Linked DNA regions of Mus musculus: region 2 is linked to region 1. Evidence: chromatin contacts called from public promoter capture Hi-C data. All regions are on one chromosome and are shown on one strand. The core of a region is the stretch at or near the end of the contact, and the rest is flanking DNA. Distances in the headings are between cores, read along the strand shown. Region 1 holds the start of Tubg2 (tubulin, gamma 2). Region 2 holds the start of Becn1 (beclin 1, autophagy related).

The links. Capture Hi-C pulls out chosen DNA fragments and counts their contacts.
Region 2: a promoter capture Hi-C map of pancreatic islet shows a contact between it and region 1. The contact joins the promoter of Becn1 here to the promoter of Tubg2 in region 1. A contact is called at or near these places in 6 of 39 promoter capture datasets (cranial neural crest, embryonic stem cells, hematopoietic stem and progenitor cells and 2 more), 1 of 484 Hi-C or Micro-C datasets (embryonic stem cells), 7 of 115 datasets of contacts at active chromatin or transcription factors (the 230-238 cell line, the SCID.adh cell line, effector CD8 T cells and 2 more) and 3 of 9 other capture datasets (adipose tissue, liver and pancreatic islet).

The regions. Positions count from the first base shown.
Region 1 is chr11:101,152,300-101,157,747 of GRCm38.p6, forward strand. It overlaps Tubg2 (tubulin, gamma 2), which reads left to right and starts at 3,585. Exons shown (of 11, transcript NM_134028.2): 1 at 3,585-3,869; 2 at 4,149-4,261; 3 at 4,454-4,621; 4 at 5,153-5,221. The coding sequence starts at 3,821.
Region 2 is chr11:101,298,575-101,303,846 of GRCm38.p6, forward strand. Becn1 (beclin 1, autophagy related) reads right to left here and starts at 3,712. Exons shown (of 12, transcript NM_019584.4): 1 at 3,558-3,712; 2 at 3,154-3,282; 3 at 435-502. The coding sequence starts at 3,280.

The DNA.
Region 1 (5,448 bases), core at 2,335-4,834:
AAAATAAAAGGTGAAAAGGAGTTGAAGAGATGGCATGGAGATTAAGGACCCTGACCAATCCTGGAGGGGTTTGGAGGTCACACGCACACATGCACACACACACACACACACACACACACACACCACAATTAAAACAAACATTTAAATTTTACATTTATTTTTAAAGATTTAGCTTTCTTTCTTTCTTCTTTTTTCTTTTTTCTTTTTTTCTGAGTATTGGTGTTTGGGCTGCAGCATTTGTGCTACAGCAGGGAGTATTAGAAGGCATCAGAACCTCTAGGACTGGAGTTGTTAGTAATGATGCAGTGTTGGATAACAATTTCCTCAGATTGAAACATTCTATTTCCTCGAGATTGAAACATTCTACCTTTCTAGGAAGCTTCTGAAGTAGGAAAGTTTAAAAAGCTCAAAAGCGCTCCAGGAAGTCCCTGAAACTGACCAGAATCAATAGGCCCCTCCCTGCCAGAGTAAACAATAAAAGCTGAGAGTCCCTTTCAGACAAGGTAAGGCTGAGCTGCAAAGATTCCCAGATGAAATCAGTTTTCTGGAAGAAGAAAAAAAACTAAAAAGCTGTTTGGAGGAGGTTAAGACCAACTGAGTCATTTGGAAGGGACACTGTCCAACCTGTCAAGCTGCCTGTTGACTGTGCAGTGTGCTCCAGGTTCCCAGCTTTGTGAGCTGTTACCATATGGAGTGGGCTTGGGTAATGCACCGTGATTCATCTCTGCTCCTATAAGTAAGCCCCACCCACATCCCTGTAAGTAACCTCAATAAAACTCACTGGTTCACCAACTTGGACTTTGGTGTTGTCTGTACTATCTGGAGTGAGTAATGTGTATGTTACATCTCCTCAGGAAAATTCTTGTCACATAATATAAGTGCTGGGAACCAAACCCAGTGCTCTGAACTGCTGGGCCATCTCTGCAACCCAATGATGTTTGTTTGTTTGTTTTTAAGTAAATAGAGAGCTGTGATTGTAGCTTGAGGAAGGGTACTAGCCTCATGAGAGCAAAATCCTAGATTCAGTTCCCAACACCACAAGAGGAAGAGGGAGGAGAGGTCGCTAAGATAAGAATGGATCAAGCACACGCATACACACATGCATATTCTTTATTTTTTATTTAGTTTTCCATTTTATTACTATTACTATTTTACTTTTTTTTTTTTTTTTTTTTTTGGTTTTCTGAGACAGGTTTTCACTATATAGCCCTGGCTGTCCTGGAACTTGCCCTGTAGACCAGGCTAGCCTCAAACTCAGCGATCTGCCTGCCTCTGCCTCCCAAGTGCTAGGACTAAAGGCATGTGCCACCACTGCCTGGCTTATTATTTAACTTAAAAAGGCCAAAATGTCCTGACTTGGGTACAATCTGTAGAAATCCTAAAGAAAAGAAATGGGCAGAAACAAGTGGAAAAGTATTAGATGAATCCTTTTAAGTAGGTAGAGAAGGCAAATCCCTAACAGAAAGGACGGTCAATGTCAAGGGCTGGAGAGGGGCAGGGCCAGAGGGGGCGGGGTGAGACATCTAAGAAGGAATATGGAGCTTTAGGGAAGACAAAAAAATTCTGGCTGTAGTGGCATAAGCCTGTGATGTTAGGACTTGAGAAACATCAGCCGGAGGACCAAGAAATCAAGATTATGAGCTACAGAGTGGCACTGAGGTCAACCTGGATCACATGAGGGATCCAGGCCTCTCCAGCCCCCTCAAAAAAAAAAAATCAAAACAAAAAGGTCTCACACTTAACAAAAGATTAAAATAGTAAACTTAGCATGGCAGTGGTGACGTAGGCCTTTAATTCCAGCGCTTGGGAGTCAGAGACAGGTGGACTTCTGTGAGTTCAAGGCCAGCCTGGTCTCAGACCCAATTCCAGGACAGCCAGGGCTACACAAAGAAAGCCTGTCTCCAAAAACAATTTGGTACCTTTAAAAAAGATACAACTATCCCTTCTCTGCCTTTTGGTTAAACTCAGGTGTAAAGGTATAACTTAATTAATTAATTAAGATACAATGTAGCCTGAGCTGTCTTAGAATTTATGTAGATTAGAATCACTTGCCTCTGGCTCTGAGTGCTCAACTGAAAGGTATGCCTCTATCTGGATGTACTTTCTTTCTTTTTCAAATATATATGTATATATATATATATATGTGTGTTTGTGTGTGTTTGTGTGTATTTTCATTTTTAAAAAAAGATTTATTTATTCATTATATGTCTTAAGTACACTGTAGCTGTCTTCAGACACACCAGAAGAGGGTGTCAGATCTTGTTATGGATGGTTGTGAGCCACCATGTGGTTGCTGGGATTTGAACTCAGGACCTTCAGAAGAGCAGTCAGTGCTCTTAACCACTGAGCCATCTCTCCAGCCCCTATATTTTCATTTTTATTGGTTATTTTATTGACATTTCAAATGTTATCCCCCCTCCCAGTTTCCCCTCCACAAACTCCCTATCCCCTTTCCTCTTCCCCCTGCCTCTATGAGGGTGCTCCCCCACCCACCTACCCACTCCTGCCTCAGCACTCTGTCATTCCCCTACCCTGGACCATTGAGCCTCCACAGGACCAAGGGGCTCCCCTCCCATTGATGTATAACAAGGCCATCCTCTGCTACATATCCAGCTATGCCATGGGTCCCCCAATGTGTTCTCTTTGGTTAGTGATTTAGTCCTTGGGAGCTTTGGGGGAGGGGGTTCTGTTTGGTTGATACTGTTGTTCTTCCTATGGGGCTGCAAATCCCTTCAGCCTCCTTCAGTCCTTGCCCTGATTTCTCCACTGGGGTCCCCGAACTTAAACCAGTGTCTGGACGTACTTTCTAATTACATTTATTTATTTATTCCTTGCAGGTTTGCATACTCCAAGAGTACGCATATAGAGAGGTCAAAGGATAATCCAGGAGTTCGTTCTTGATTCCTTATTTCCACCATGAGGACCCTGCAATCAAACTCCGATGTGGTCAGGCTTGGCAGTAAGGGCCTTTATGACACCTGCCAGCCTGAGATGACTTATTTTATTACCCAGGGTCTCACTATGTAGCTCCAGCTGGCCTGATATTCACTAAACAGGATGACCTAGAACTCACAGAGATCTGCCTCCCACTGTCTCCCAAGTGCTGGGGATTAAAGGCACGAGCCACCACACCTGGTCCCAGCTGACAAACTTTGTATTTTTCATAGTGTAAGAATATGAAAATAGCTGAACGCTTTTAATCCCAGCACTCGGGAGGCTGAGGTAGGCAGATCTATGAGTTTGAGGCAGTCTGGTCTATAGAGTGAGTTCCAGGACAGACAAGGCTACACAGAGAAACCTGTCTTGAAAAACCAAAAAGAAAAAAAAAAAAAGAATATATGTAAACACACATACATGTACACCCACATATAGTAGCACTTCCCTTGCATGCTCACTTGAAAAGAGTTGGCTTAAATGTAGCCCCTCAATTTAGCATATCCGGCAGGTGTAGGCAGGTGACTCCCACACTTGGTGCATCCACCTGGCCACTTCTCCCTTCCCTCCCCCACACCCCTGGGGATCCTCGGCTGGCCAAATGTTACCGTGCGCAAGCGCACATAGTGACAGGAAGCGTGGCCTCGCTCTGCGCCTGTGCTGAATTCCAGCTGCAATTGCTAAGAGAGAAAATGATGCCCAGGATGGGCTCTGCCGCCCGCCGGCTGCGGAGAGGCCCACACTGCACACGCGCAGACCCAGCGCCCGCGTCAAAACATCAGTCGACAGCGCGTTCCCCATGTCCTGCGCCTCCGGCTGGCAGGAGTTCCTCTCAGTCGTGACCCCCGCCGCCAGGCCGGGGCGGACGAGCTAGGTCTGATCGGCGATGCCCCGGGAGATCATCACCCTGCAGCTGGGCCAGTGCGGCAACCAGAGTGAGCAAGCGACCACGGTGCCCCGCTTCTATCCCTCTGGTTCAATCCCTCAGGCTGCACTCAAGTGCCTGGTACCCATCAATCCCCTTTGTCCTTCCCATGATCCACCTTTTCTATTGCGCATGATGATCCAGGCAAGAGCTGCCTCCTTAGCCCTGGGCTGTGACAACTTCCAGACCCAGGTGTCTTGGGTCACCTTCTGGAATGTAATAGCCTCTGAGCCTGGGCTCCTCAGGCCTTAAAGCTGTAGCAGACTTGGGCCTCTTCCTCCTCCCCCAGTTGGGTTCGAGTTCTGGAAACAGCTGTGTGCTGAACATGGAATCAGCCCCGAGGGCATCGTAGAGGAGTTCGCCACCGAGGGCACTGACCGAAAGGATGTCTTTTTCTACCAGGTGCCCCCCGCCCCTCCCCCCCAGTGACTTGACCAGGACCATGGGGACCTGAAGGGACTGGCAGCGCGATCTGGTGCTGGGAAACTCTCTGAGTGGATGGATGGGAACAGAGTGGCTATCTTAAGGGAGGGCCTGCAGGAGCCAGAGTTGGGAGGCTTCAGGACTTGACCCATCCTGGCTTACCTCTGACAGGCAGATGATGAGCACTACATCCCCCGGGCTGTGCTGCTGGACCTGGAGCCCCGGGTGATCCATTCCATCCTCAACTCCTCCTATGCTAAGCTCTACAACCCGGAGAACATCTACCTGTCGGAGCATGGCGGAGGAGCTGGCAACAACTGGGGCAGAGGATTCTCCCAGGTGTCACTCCTAGAGTTCCTTGGTAATCCTAGCCTAGGATAAGGAAAGGCTCAAGCCAGTCTGGGGATCCGTCCAGGTTAGACTTGCAAGAAATAAAGAGACGGGGGCTGGTGAGATGGCTCAGTGGGTAGGAGCACCCGACTGCTCTTCTGAAGGTCCAGAGTTCAAATCCCAGCAACCACATGGTGGCTCACAACCATCCCTAACAAGATCTGACTCCCTCTTCTGGTGTGTCTGAAGACAGCTACAGTGTATTTACATATAATAATAAATAAATCTTTAAAAAAAAAAAAAAAAAAAAAAAAAAAAGAAAGAAATAAAGAGACAAATGGGTATGTTGAGAGGAGGGACTGCTAGGGAAGGTTATGTAAATTTTATGCAAATCGTTCACAAAGTAGCATTTCTGGGTTGAGAGAGATTCTGGTTGGGAAGCTCAGTTTCAGGATGGCAACGGAGACAATGGGTGGAGATCTTGGTGCTGAGAAGAAAGAACCTTTGGTCTGACTTTCCCTTCCCCATGTCTACATACAGGGTGAGAAAATTCACGAGGACATCTTTGACATTATAGACCGAGAAGCAGATGGAAGTGACAGTCTAGAGGTGAGGATCTTCAACAGTGAAGCATGCTGGGGGGAAAGATCAGGCATGATTCAATCACGTGAAACATTCAACTCCGCATTCATTTGGGGACATCATATAGAGCGCATTAAGGTGACTAAGCCACTGCCTTGGGAAATCAGAATCTCAGTGCTGTCCGTTATTAAGCTTCTCTTGGGTCTCTGAGTCTTTCCAAGGAGCCTCAGAGACAAGGCTGAAGTCTCTGAGAT
Region 2 (5,272 bases), core at 2,462-4,961, 150 kb after region 1:
TTAGAGGTCGGGTCTCATGCAGAGCAGGTTAACATCAAACAGATGATCTTGAACTTCTGATCCTCCTGCCTCCACACCCAGTTTAATGTGATGCTAGGGATCAAAAAGCAAACACTCCACTAACTGAACTACCACCCTAGTACTGTTTTTGTTTTTGTTTTTTTCATATATGTATCTCAGGCTAGTCTGGAACTCACCATGTAGCCCAGGCTAGCCTCGCATCTGTCATCTTCAGGGCCTCTGCCTCCTGTGGTTAGGATTACAGGAGGGCAACATCGTGTCTGGCTAGAATCTCTCTTATGAACCACTCTTTAGTACGAGCCCCAGCGCCCGGAGGCCCCAACACTGCAGAGCTCCAGGCTGTGGGCTGGTGTGTGCATAACCAGCTGCCGGTTAGGTTTAGGAGGAGGATGGGGAGAGGGCACTGCTTTTACCTCTCCTGAGTTAGCCTCTTCCTCCTGGGTCTCTCCTGGTTTCGCCTGGGCTGTGGTAAGTAATGGAGCTAAGGGCAAGGAAAATCCTGAGTCAGAAACAGTCTTATCAAAGCAGGAAGGCTTAGCAAAGCATGGGGAAGAGTCGGAATTCACCTCATTACCAGCCCCAACCCTACCACAATTCTCCCTCTCTGTTCTCACTTTGTAGCCTGGCACTCATTAGACAGACTAGACGGGCCTCTAACTCCCTGAGATACACTTGTCTGTCTCCTGAGCACTGGGATTAATTTGTGCCACCATTCCCGCCCCATCCCCCTTTTTAAATTCTTTATACAAACAAAAATGTTTTTTTCCCCCTTTTCCTGTTAGTAGAATGTTAAAATCCTAAAAGCACCATGACTTTAAGAGTCATATAGAAATAGTTTTCATGCGCTAGGCATTTACTTTAAAGGTATTTCAGAGACGAGAGCAAGGAATGGGTCTTCAGACCAGGTGTGTTGGCAATTGTTGAAACTAGGTGGCGGGCACACAGGGATTCATTATATACTTAAAACCTTTTAAAAGTTTTTAGAACTTTTTTAAAAAAATTATGTGTATATGTCACATAATTTTGGGGTGTGGGTTGTCCACATGTGGACAGGAAGAAGGCGTTGGGTTACCTGGACCTGGAGTTACGGGCAGTGTGCCTGTCCACTGGGAGTTAAACTCAGGTTCCTCTGGAAGAGCACTAAATGTTCCTAACCAGTGAACCCTCTCTGCAGGCCTATATCTTAAGTTTTTCCATCACAAAAGTTAGCATCCCTTTTCCCTAGAATAACTGGGAAGGAATAAAATAATTTTCTGGGAAGCTGTATGTAATCTGATTGTACTCATGTATCAAGGATGTAGGGCTAGGGATGTGGCTGAGTGACAGAATCCCTGGTATGGGAAGAGGACAGAGAGCCAGGTACAGTGGTACATGGCTATAATCCCAGTGCTTCAGAATCTGAGGAAAATCTTTTTTGTTTTGTTTTGTTGTTGTTGTTTCAAGACAGGGTTTTTCTATGTGGCCCTGGCTGTCCTGGAACTTACTCTATAGTCTCACTGGCCTCAAATTCAGAAATCTTCCTGCCTCTGCCTCCCAAGTTCTGGAATTAAAGGCGTGTGCTACCACTGCCGGGCTGAGTCTGAGGAAATTCAAGCATGTGTTTAAAGCAAGCCTCTGTTATATAAGACTCTACCTCAAAAACAAAACATCACCAACAAAGACACAGCTAATATTCATTCAATGACAATCTATTCAGCCGTTTTTTTTAAAAGCATGAACTCCTGTCATTAAGACTGAAGGACATACATTAAATGAGATTATCCAGGCCCAGTAAAGCAAGCACTGCCTGGTCTCACTCAGGTGTGGTGCATCTCATTTAAACTGAGAACAATATGATGGTTATACACAACAGACTGGTTAGACAGGAGAAAAGTTCTGCTCTACTGGACGGTGCTGACTATGGGTACCAATGGTGGACTGCACAGTCCCCAAAAGCCAGCAGGGACGATTAGAAATGTTTCAACCACAAGGAAACAAACAAACAAACAAAACGTTAGAAGAGACAAATGTGCCAACCCTGATTTGAACATCATTACATGTGTATTCAAACATCAAGTGGCACCCCCTAAATATATCAGGTTTTAAAATGTATGAACACTAGTTTAGAAACATGTAAAGCCGGGCATGGTAGCACACAGACCTCCTTTATTCCAACACTTGGGAGATGAAAGCTTTCAACACACAACATTAACCTTTAAAAATGAAAAATAAGCCAGGTGTGGTGGCGCACACCTTTAAGCCCCAGGACTCTGAAGGCAGAGGCAGGACAATCTAGCCAGGCAAGGGCTAGAGTGAAACTCTGTCTATACCAACAGCAAGAACAATGAAAATAATTTTTTTTTAAGGAGAAGAAAAATAAAGAGCTGGGCAGATCACTCAATAGCTTAGAGCACCTGTTGCTCCTGTAAAGGACCTAGGTTCGAGTCCTAGCCCTCACACGGTGGCTCACAACCACCTGTTAACTCCAGTTCAGGGATCTGACGCCCTCTTCTGGCCTCTCCCGGCATCAGGCATTCTCGTCATGGACAGATGTACATGTAAGCAAACCACCTATACACATAACTAATACTAATTATGAATAAAAATGAATCAAGGTCTAGGGAGCTATATACAACAAAGCCAAGGTTTCCATGCTAATGCCAGGCCCATGAACGTGTTTAAACTCGCTAATCACCTCTCTCACTCTCTTCTTCAGGCTTCAAGGCTCTCCTACACTTCACTGGACCTCAGGTAAGTATGCTCACTGATGGCTCTAACCTCAACTCGTCACCTGTAAGAGGATGCACCATGGCACTTCTCCTGTCCTTTTTATTTTTGGAAACAGGGTCTCATTCAATAGCGCAGGCTGGCCTGGAACTTGAGGCAGCTCCGGCGTCAGCCTCCTGAGTTGCTGCAGTTATAGATGTGAGCCACCAAGCCTGGTTTCCACGGGGACTGTTACAGGACACCTGATTGATACACTGGTAAATCTTCAAGAAATTCTGTTATATGTGAATACTCCTTCACTCTGGAGACACTGTCAGAGGTCTATTCCTGACGAGAAAACCGAAAGCCAGAGACCGCCACCTCAATGTCCCTAAAGTTGCCCACTTCCCTCCTTCTTGACCACCCCTTTCCTCGGATCCTGCTGACCTGTGAGTTCCTGGATGGTGACCCGGTCCAGGATCTTGAAGCTCGTGTCCAGTTTCAGAGGCTGGCTACAGCGCTGGCACACGAAGCTCACCTGCATGGTGCTGCTGGACGCCTTAGACCCCTCCATGCCTGCGACAGCGGAGAAAAGACGACGTTAAGAAGAATCGGCTCCTTTGAACCTCGGGCCCGAGGCTACCCGCTGCCTTGGTGGTGGAGGTGAAGAGGAAAATCCCGGTCCGCGCCGTTCCCTCTGGGAGTGGGATGACACCAAGAGGACCCGCTTCCGGGGCAGAGCCCAGCTAAGGCAGTCTAGTCTCCCGAGCGGGGAAACGGGGCACCAGAGTGGCCGCCAGGGACTCTAGGCTTCTTCCTAAGGTCTCACTTCAGGCCCCGACGCTCCTCACCTCAGGAGCCCGGAGCCCGCCACCCAGGCTCGTTCTACCGCGGGGGCACGGTGGCCTCGGGTCCGCCCCGGAGCGAGACCTCCAGAGTTCCCATCGCCCGGTCTTCAGCTACTTCCCGGTCGGCTAGCTGAAGACTTCCGCCCAGGACCAGAAGTGACGTCACGACGGGAGCTGACGCAAGGACCCCTGCTCCAGATCCCTGTTTACCCGGCTCGGAGCGCCATCCAAAGGCCGAGCGGGGAAGTGCAGCAGTGCCGACAGGTGGGCCGAAGCTGCCCACACTCTTCTGATTTAGACGGTCCACTCAAGATTTGTTACTTCCAAGTGGAGCCACTTCTATATTCCTTAGGGATCAGGGTGTTGTTTGTTTGTTTGTTTGTTTGTTTGTTTGTTTGTTTGAGACAGGGTTTCTCTGTGTAGCCCTGGTTGACCTGGAACTCGCCCTGTAGACCAAGCTGGCATCCACTTCACAGAGATCCACTTGCCTCAGCCTCCTAAGGGCTGTGATTAAAAGCGTGCACCACCACCTTCCGGCATGTGTGAGCTTTTAAAGTGTATTTTTGGGAGAGTCAAATTGTCTAAACCCTTCTGAGGGAGTGCGTTTGGCAGGATGGTAAATTTTATTGTTATATGTATGTATGTATGTGTATGTGTGTATGTATGTATATATGTTTGTATATGTGTATATAATAAAATGCAAATACATTAAAGGTGATAGTTATATGTATGTATATATGTGTATGTGTGTATTATGTATGTATATAACAAAATGTAAATAAATAAAAAGGTGACAGTGGAGACTGGAGAGATGGCTCAGCAGTTAAAAGCACCAACCGCACTTCCAGATGACCTGGATTAAATCAAATCCATCCACCCACATGGCAGCTCATAACTGTCTGTAACTCCAAGAACTGACACCACTATCACCACTTTCACACAGTCATCCATGTATGCAAAACACCAATGCATTTGTGGTGTGTGTGTGTGTGTGTGTGTGTGTGTGTGTGTGTGAGAGAGAGAGAGAGAGAGAGAGCTGGCTCCTGTGAGTATGTGTGTATCTGGAATCATATCCAAGGCCTCTCATATACTAAGCAAGTACTCCACCAATGAACTGTATGTCCAGCCCTACTTTGTAAGTTTAACATATGTGGGCTGCCAAGATGGCTCAACCTGTAAAAGTGTGTGCACCAAACGTGAGAGAGACCCTAAGGTCAATTCCTAAGGATCGGAGTAGGAGGAGATGAAGTTGACCTCCAAAGGAATTCCAGGGTATGGACTGCCCTCCACCACCACTAAGGATAATAAAAATAATTGAATGTTTTCCATGTTGCTCCAGTTTTGTTAATTAACATTCTCATTGCTGCAATACATCACAGCAGAAACGCACAGATTACAGTGAATTTCTTTATTGATGGAAACTTCCATTGCTTCCAATTTGGGTGGATACAATAATATCACAATGAGGAATTGACTTTGTCCTAGAACAGAACCTTATCATTAAAAGTACTGTAGACTTTGGAATCTTCTCTTTATTAACATTGGCAGTTGTTTTCAAAACAACTCATATTATATTCTGCCTCTAGTAATCCATTAAAGGGCCTGTTTTATGATGCCTTGCCCAGTATTGGATAAGATATATTTGAGGAACAATAGCAGACAATGGCAGTTCTCCATTCTTTTTTTTTTTTTTTTTTTGGTTTTCAAGACAGGGTTTC